Regions from separate parts of the Gossypium hirsutum genome. Here region 2 is linked to region 1. Evidence: chromatin contacts called from public Hi-C data. All regions are on one chromosome and are shown on one strand. Each heading gives the region's core, a stretch centred on a gene start, on an enhancer-like site or on the middle of the called end of the contact. The rest is flanking DNA. Distances are from core to core; before and after follow the strand shown. Region 1 holds the start of LOC107914784 (Werner Syndrome-like exonuclease). Region 2 holds the start of LOC107915437.

Evidence for each region. A called contact is a pair of places that touch in the nucleus more often than the background predicts.
Region 2: a Hi-C map of leaf shows a contact between it and region 1, with 4 times the contacts expected there. The contact joins the promoter of LOC107915437 here to the promoter of LOC107914784 in region 1. A contact is called at or near these places in 6 of 34 Hi-C or Micro-C datasets (hypocotyl and leaf).

Annotation. Positions count from the first base shown.
Region 1 is chrD10:27,124,870-27,128,955 of Gossypium_hirsutum_v2.1, reverse strand. It overlaps LOC107914784 (Werner Syndrome-like exonuclease), which reads left to right and starts at 1,963. Exons shown (of 6, transcript XM_016843811.2): 1 at 1,963-2,341; 2 at 2,425-2,604. The coding sequence starts at 2,104.
Region 2 is chrD10:27,316,764-27,320,849 of Gossypium_hirsutum_v2.1, reverse strand. It overlaps LOC107915437, which reads right to left and starts at 1,833. Exons shown (of 1, transcript XM_016844598.1): 1 at 1,483-1,833. The coding sequence starts at 1,833. The coding sequence ends at 1,483. It also overlaps the pseudogene LOC107915438.

The DNA of each region.
Region 1 (4,086 bases), core at 714-3,213:
CATATCACATTGATAACATAAGTTATCTTTACCCTTTGAAGAGTTATCTTGAGAACTCTCATTGTTCTCTTATTTATTACTATGTTTCCACTTTTAGTGGTCTATACTTATATCTTTTATTTTCTTTATGTTTACATTCACTTCGGGGAATGTAACAAATCTAGTAGGATGGACTTATAAACATCCCAATAGATTCTTTTTTTCATAATCACTATCGTAAACATGCGTGAGATTTCAAATCAAAATCTATCTATTCATGTTGTCATGATTATTTTCCAACTATAATAAACATAACATAATAAATAAAACATAGTAAAATATACCTGAAGATCTTTAACATCATTGTCATCACCTTGACTATAATCACGAGCACTATTACAATTAGTAAAACAACTTTGTTTTCGTAGTAACATTTATAATCTAATTGTAAAAATCATATAATAAACAATCAAAATTTTCGTGTACGATGCTTGAAAATTATCCGATACACATTGTACCAAATTTCAATATCACATATATATTATAAAATATTATGTTGCTCTAATTAAATATTTATAAATTCAATTTAAAAGATATCATACAGTCATTCAACATTAGCAAATTAATAAGACTAAATAAATCCTATCAAATTTCCCTTTAATCAACAATGGTAGGTTAATAACACTTTCCACCATAATTAAATTTCAAGAATATTTAATAACAAGAATTTAATAATCAAAACATCTAAATATAATGCATAATATAACTTAATTAAAAAAACACTTCAAAAAGAGTTATTTACCAAAAATTAATAATAGAGAAAACATACCATATTAATAACAAACATATATAATTAACAATTATGTCTTTTACATAAAAAAAATAACCTAGAAAGGCAAAAATCAAATACTATCAGAATGTAAAATTTATGTCAAATAAAAATTAATAGTAGTCATACCTTAATTAAAAAAAAACATATGGTCGAAATATAAAAGTTTCTTACCAAATCTATACTTTACCCATGCTTGTACAATAAACCAAAGATCAGGAATAAAAACCATAATCCATTCTGAGATTGAATCTTTCAACATCCCGAAGATGAATTTGTAAGGGTGAAAGTTTAATGTTGGATGACTTCGAAAGATTTTGAAAAAATATAGAGAATCATTGTGCTGATAACGTATTATAAACTAAAGAGAGATGGAGAGAATAAAGAACAAAGAAAATATGAAAGCAACAGAGAATGTACTTTATTAATCAAAAGGATGATTACAATGCTTCATCAGAATCTTCATTTATAGACATAAGAAGTATAAAAAAAGTAGAGATCTAATTCTAAAAACTATTAAAATTTAAAGCATATCAAAACTTTATCTTAATCATAATGGACATCCACTTAATAAGATATTTATAACAATGTTTAAATTTTAATATAAATTAGAATTAAAATTTGGTAGAAGATCGGTTAAGCAGAATTAGGAGTTTGTAAAAATATTTTTTATATTAAAATATAAAAAAATCTCTAATTCTTAGGTTATTTTCCATGTTATAACTCTATTTATATAAATAAAATTAGAAATACTAAATGTTTATTTATTAAAATATTTATATATTTTATTTAAATTTTAATGCTGGGAACAACATATGGCATAAGATATTCTGTTAAGTAGAATTAAGAGTGTGTAAAAGTTTTTCCAAATTAAATTTTAATTATATTAAATATTTTTATATTCAGAAGATAAAATTAATATCTACTTTCATGTTATAACTCAATTTTATGTAATTAAAATGATCACTATTATTTTTCATAGAACTATTATATTATATTATTTAAAAAAAGATAATATATTAAATAAATTTTGTAATTTAGATTTAGTATTTATGTTTTCAAAATTTAATTTTTTTAGAGAAATTTTGGAGAAACAAAAAGTTCGTCAGGATTTTTATTTAGAATATTAATATAGAAAGTATTTTGTGCGAATTGGACTGGGATGGGCTCAAGTCCTGGCAAAAACTTTTCCAAATCGGCCCATCGACTACTCTACCAGACGCCATTAACAAAATTTGAACGTTAAGCTCTCTTTCCCTCTAATTCCGCCCCTCACTTCCATTTCAGATATAGAAATGGAATTCAAAGAAAACAATAGTTTCAGTTTGGATTGGGACGACCGTTTCACTGAAGACGTGATCCGACTAATGGATGCCATTGAAGCCACTCCTCCTCCTCCTCCTCCTTCATCTTCTAGCAAGAAACGCAAGTCCGCCGTCCATCATCAAGATAACCTCAAAACCGGCCGCCAATTGCCTCATTCTATTCTCTCACCCCCGCGTTCTTTTCCGTCTTCCTTCGCTCGTTGTCAATGTATTTCCTATCCCTTACTTTACCCATTTTTTAATTAAAATAAATGAACTAATAGTAAACCCTTTGATTTTTCTGATTGGCAGCTAATACAAGGCTTAGATATCCGCCGTTGAGATTTGGAGGTCATATTTTGTATAGCTTTACGGAAGATGAGGTAGAAAATGCTGCAATGGAGCTATTAAAAATTGTTGAAATTAAGAAGAAAGAAATGGGTCAAGTTGCTTTAGGGTTTGATATTGAGTGGAAGCCCTCTTTCCAAAAAGGTTTGCTTCCTTTACCCTCCTTGTATTGTTACATTCATTTCATATAATCCTTTCTGTTTGTTTCCTAAGAAAAAAAAGTGTGAAAACAAATAAATGTGAAAATTTCTTAAGTTAATATGAAACCTCCCTAAGGTATCTTTGATCATTATTTTAAAGAATTGAGACTTAAAGTTGGAATTTTTTTCAAATTGCATGATTTCTAGATGGAGTACTTATGCTAGAATTGGCATTGTGTTTTTTTTTTGTAGTTTTAATTTTTTTTTTGATGTTTAGCGGTTCTGATATGCCACATTTTGAAACAAAATATATATCTCTTGTGTTTGGTGTTGTCCTCTTCCTTTCTTCCATAAAGCAGCATTGCTATAATTTCTTTTAAAGCAGAAACTAAGCACTCTTTACCTATATTACTTGGCCTTAGGTGTGAGTGCCGGATATGGGTAAGTTCCCAACACAGATATATTCAATTTTTTCCTATGTTTTTAATGTATTTGGAGATCCTCGAATGGTCATATCCCATACTCCTGTCCAAATATGCGTTGGATACAGGTACTTTAGTAAAATAAAGAGTCAAAGCAATATAGCTCTTTAATCCATGTTTCATGAGTTGCTGTTGCCATTACCGATCATTTCCTTTTAATTGAAATACTCTTAACTGTGATAACCTAAATGGTTGTATGCTTGCAAACCGTTATTTATATTCATGTTTTTCCCTTATCTTGTCTACTTTCTGGTAGAAGTGGTCTATTTAGATCATTCTCAGATTGCATTTAGTATAGCATTGAAACATGCACATATTGAATTTGTACTAGTACACAGAATTCATGGCTAAATATACTGATTTGGTTGACCACCTCTACTAACATATCACTTGTCTATCTGGTTTCTGTATTGCCCTCTTGAACTTTCATGAAAAGTATTATCTGTTTGGTACCATAGACATTGGCTTGTGTGGACTCTGGTATTGATATCCAACACTTGTATGTGTCTGCATGCTTGGTTTTTCTTTTTAAGTCTTGGAATTGGCTTAAAAGGATCTAAAAGTTAGATAAAAGTATGTGGATGCATATTTTAACAATGTCTTAAATAAAGATACATAAATGAAAATAATGCAATACCAAATATAATGAGCATTTGTAATTTACTTTTATATTAATAATTAAAATACATTTTATTGGTGAACCATAGAAAGGACGGACCACCACCCTTCATCATCCAACTAAAACAATTACAAGTTGTATCCACATTTGTGATGAAGTATAAAACACATATTATGTGCCGTATCATATTGATGAAGTGGCAATCTTTATTGAAAATTCCATGGAATGTACTTAAGGGAAATGGGGATGACTTTCTGGGACTTTGCAGATTAGAACACGATAACAGAGGACTAATTACTTGCTAACATTTCAATCTAAGGGTGGGTTTAGATGGGCGGTGCGTTTACCTGCGGTTAGTGTAAAAATAATAGTGACGGTGAGATTA
Region 2 (4,086 bases), core at 584-3,083, 190 kb before region 1:
CATCCTTTCCAGTAATCGTGACATTGGTAGCTCTCATCGAACCATCAGGAAGAGAGTGATGGCATCCATACAAGTTATTAACCTGTTCAAAAAGATCAAATCATTGCAGCACTTAGAACAGAATACAGAAATTACAATAAAGACCTACAAATACACGAAAAAACTTGTCAAAATATTGAAGGTGACAGTTGCACACATACACAACACTCGGATATGCCAGTCACATCTATGATAAGCGAATACTAATGGAAGTTTTTGATAAAAAATCATTTCATAATTCAGTCTTCATAACCAAAATTGCAACACGATGACAGTGAAACAGAGCAAACAAACACCAAATCTGCAGTAAATTACCCAAAAAAATTGTCATTTCTAAATCAATTTCATTATATCTATAAGAAAAAAACACCAGATCCATCAAGTAAAAAGTTGAAAAGTAAAGCAGCAATAAAATTGGGAAAAAGAAGTACCTAGCTCTTGGTGACAGAGTCATAGACTATCGCTTCCTTTATGAACAAGTACTTCCATTGTCTTCAACTACACCATACTGTCCTGATGTGTTGGTGTTTTTACAGAAAACCAAGGAGAAATGAAACTAAGAACGAATGCTAAGGAAGATTGAACAAGGAGAAAACTGAAAAAATTATCTCTCTTCATTTCATTGAGTTGAGAAACATATATGATACAAGATAATTACCTAATATGTAACTATTCCCACTAATATTTGACTAAAACTTAGCTTAAATTACACACAAAAGAAGCTCACATATCAGCCATTACCTCAAATTTAAATCAACAACAAATCTTACTAACTTGAAGTCAAATTACAAAGCAACTAAGGCAAGATACAAATGAACAAAATGAACAAAATGCTGCTGCTCCACTGGTTCAGCTTCAATGCAGGTCTGCTGTTGCATTGCAAGCCAAAGCTTAACACTCCTCCTTGGACTGTATGCAACAAACACCAATCCTTCTTCTTAAGGAATCAAACTTGGTAGCACCAAGAGACTTAGTTAGAATATCAGCTAGCTGGTTTTCTAAGCTGCAATGAATCAGATTCACTTCCCTTGATTGTTCAGCCTCTCAAACAAAATGAAATTTAATCTTGAAATGCTTGGTCTTGCCATGAAATACTGGATTTTTTGCTATGACAACTGTTGACTGATTATCAACTTTGATCTCAATATCTTCAACTTGGTTTTCATTTAGATCACATAAATGCTTCCTAAGCCAAATGGCTTGATTAGCAGCTATAGCAACTGCAATGTACCCTGCTTCTGCTATTAATTGAGCAACAGTTTGTTGCTTCTTTGAACTCCAACAAAAGAGCCCTAAGCCAAAAGTGAAGAAGTAGCCAGAAGTGCTTTTCATGTCATCAATTGATCTAGCTCACTCACTATTAGAATACCCTATCAACTTAAACTCTTTTGTCTTCTCAAACTTCACTCCATAATTCAAAATCCCTTTCACATATCTGAGAACTCATTTGGCTGTTTTAAAGTGAGCAGCATCGCAACAATGCATGAATCTGGACAGGAGGCTAACAACAAACATGATATCAGGTCTTGTAGCTGTTAAGTAGAGCAAACAACCTACCAAGCTTCGATACTCCTTCTCATCAACTCTTTCATGATTGCCACTACTGTTAAGTAGGCCTTGAGCCACTAGTGTGCTAACAATTTTGCAATTGGACATGCAAAATTTGTTTAATAACTTCAAGGCAAAAGCCTGCTGACTTATAAAGATGGCATGGTCAGATTGATTTACTTCTATGCCAAGGAAGTAAGTCATTTCCCCCAAATCAGTCATCTCAAAAACATCTTGCATCTGCATCTTAAATTCTCAATCAACTCTCCCTTGCTTCCCGCTACCAACAAATCATCACATAAAGTAACATAATCAGCAGGGTCTCACTTTCAGATTTCTCCACATAAAGAGTAGGCTCACTGATACTCTTCTCAAACCCGAGCCTAGACAGATATTAAAACAAACATCCCCTTCTAATTTTGATTCTTGAATAAAGCAAACGTCCCCTCGAACTTTACAAATTACTTTTTTGAGAACTTTTTTCAAATCCGAAGACATACCCCTAATGTTCCATGACAAAATCCTCATTCTTCCACCCAAAAAGACTCTCATTCACAGTAAAGAATCACGATTATAATTTGTACTAACCTGACCTGTGGCCTACAGACTACTGCACTTCTCTTTATTACTCAATTCTGCCTTTCTTACAATCTTATAATCTCTTCAATAACATCTCATTTGTCACCCAAACACTGAACCCAAGCTTTTTCCCCACTTCCCACATGTTCCTTGCCTCCATAAGAATCACTTTCTTTCTATTACTGATGTCTGAGTCCGATAGAGAAGCATTAACCACTACCTCATCTCTGCCCGCGATTCCTTTTCCTTTCTGTTTTCTCAATGCCCAATCTCTTTTCTTTTTCTCTGTTACTGTGAGAAGTCTATTCTGAATTTCATACATCGATCTAATCTTTCTACCATTATTATTTTTATTTCTGTTTAAGGAAATTTGGAGATTCTTCAAACGATCCCCTTTTTTCTCTGTCTCCTCCACCCCCTCCCACCTCTCTCGATTTTTCCTTTTGTTTGTTGCAATCTGTTTCCCCTAACACATTTGGATTGACAATCTATAAGCCCATATACTTTGCCAAACCCATACCCTCTTCACTGATTTGTTGCTCTTCTTGGGCTCCCTCCTCATTTTTCAGACCTAATTCATCTATTGTAAATCCCATATTACTCACTTCTTTCCTAGCCCGATTGTTGTATCCATTTTAGCTCTTTCTCCCACCCTAGTCTCGATCCTAATTCCACTGATCATTTCCTCGTCCAACCTATAAATGTTTTGAGAACTGTTCTGACATTCGCCGTTAACGCTTGATTTTTTGAGAAAACTCTCATGAATTGCTTCGTCTTCCCAGTCTTATCTCTCTACCGGATTCAGTTCCAACCCGGGACTCATCGGTGATTTCGATTCTGAAACAACAGTGTCGTCCCAATCCCGTACTGAATCCTGCTATTCTCCTCCCTTCACGCCATGATTCTTCCTGTTATCACCTTCAGAATATGATAATCCCATCTCAATGACTCTTATTGGAAATTTAGTCTTCCCCACCTCTAAATAAGTAAATATATTATCTTGTCTATTCTATCCGGCTTATTGATAGACACCAACATTGACATTTTATCAAAGCTATTAACCATTGTCGAATTCTCTCCAAGGGATATTAGCTGCCCCCATATACCCGCTATTCTTTTAAAGGAAGTATAGTTCCAACAGTGTGGAGGGATACCATACGCTTCAATCTACGACACTCTTTCCTCCACCATTGTTGTTTCCGACCAAAGTTCTATCTTGATAAAGAACTCTCTCAAATACACCCAGTCATTCTGCTTCAATACTTCAAATAGTTCTTCATCTGGAATTTCAATAAAAAAAAGTACCTTCCTTGCATTCTTCTGATTTTGATTTCCCATAACCCACTCCTAACTATTCTTTCAAATAAACTCTTCGAATCACAACATGTTGCTGTTGTACCCATCAAACATCTTTTAAGATTCCATAGTTGCTCCTCTTCAACATGTCCTTGCACCACAATGTTGGTATTTTTCTCCTTGACGACCTCCTCATCTTTCTTATTCGGATCATAATTACTCCTCAATGAGCTTTCTCCTACTTCTATTCTGCCAAATTCCTGCGACTAAACATTCACCTCCCTTTTGTTATTTTCATTCCGTCTCTGTTCTGCATTTCCTGCCGTTTAAGTTCTTTTCCAAATTTGTCTCCTCCCCTTAAATTTGGCTAAATCTACTGATAGTTTATTCCCTAAAATCACATAGTTGTTTAACCGACTAATAGCCCTTCTCGCATCCATCATACTGTTATATCTCACAAAACCAAATCGTTTCCCACTCTTGCTTTTCTTTACCGGAATGAACGCGTCGATAACTTCTCCATGATACCTAAACAATGCCCAAAGACCCTTCCAGTGCATGGTCATCGGAATATTATGAACAAAAGCTATTATCGGGCCCTTCCGGTGCATGGTCGACAACTTA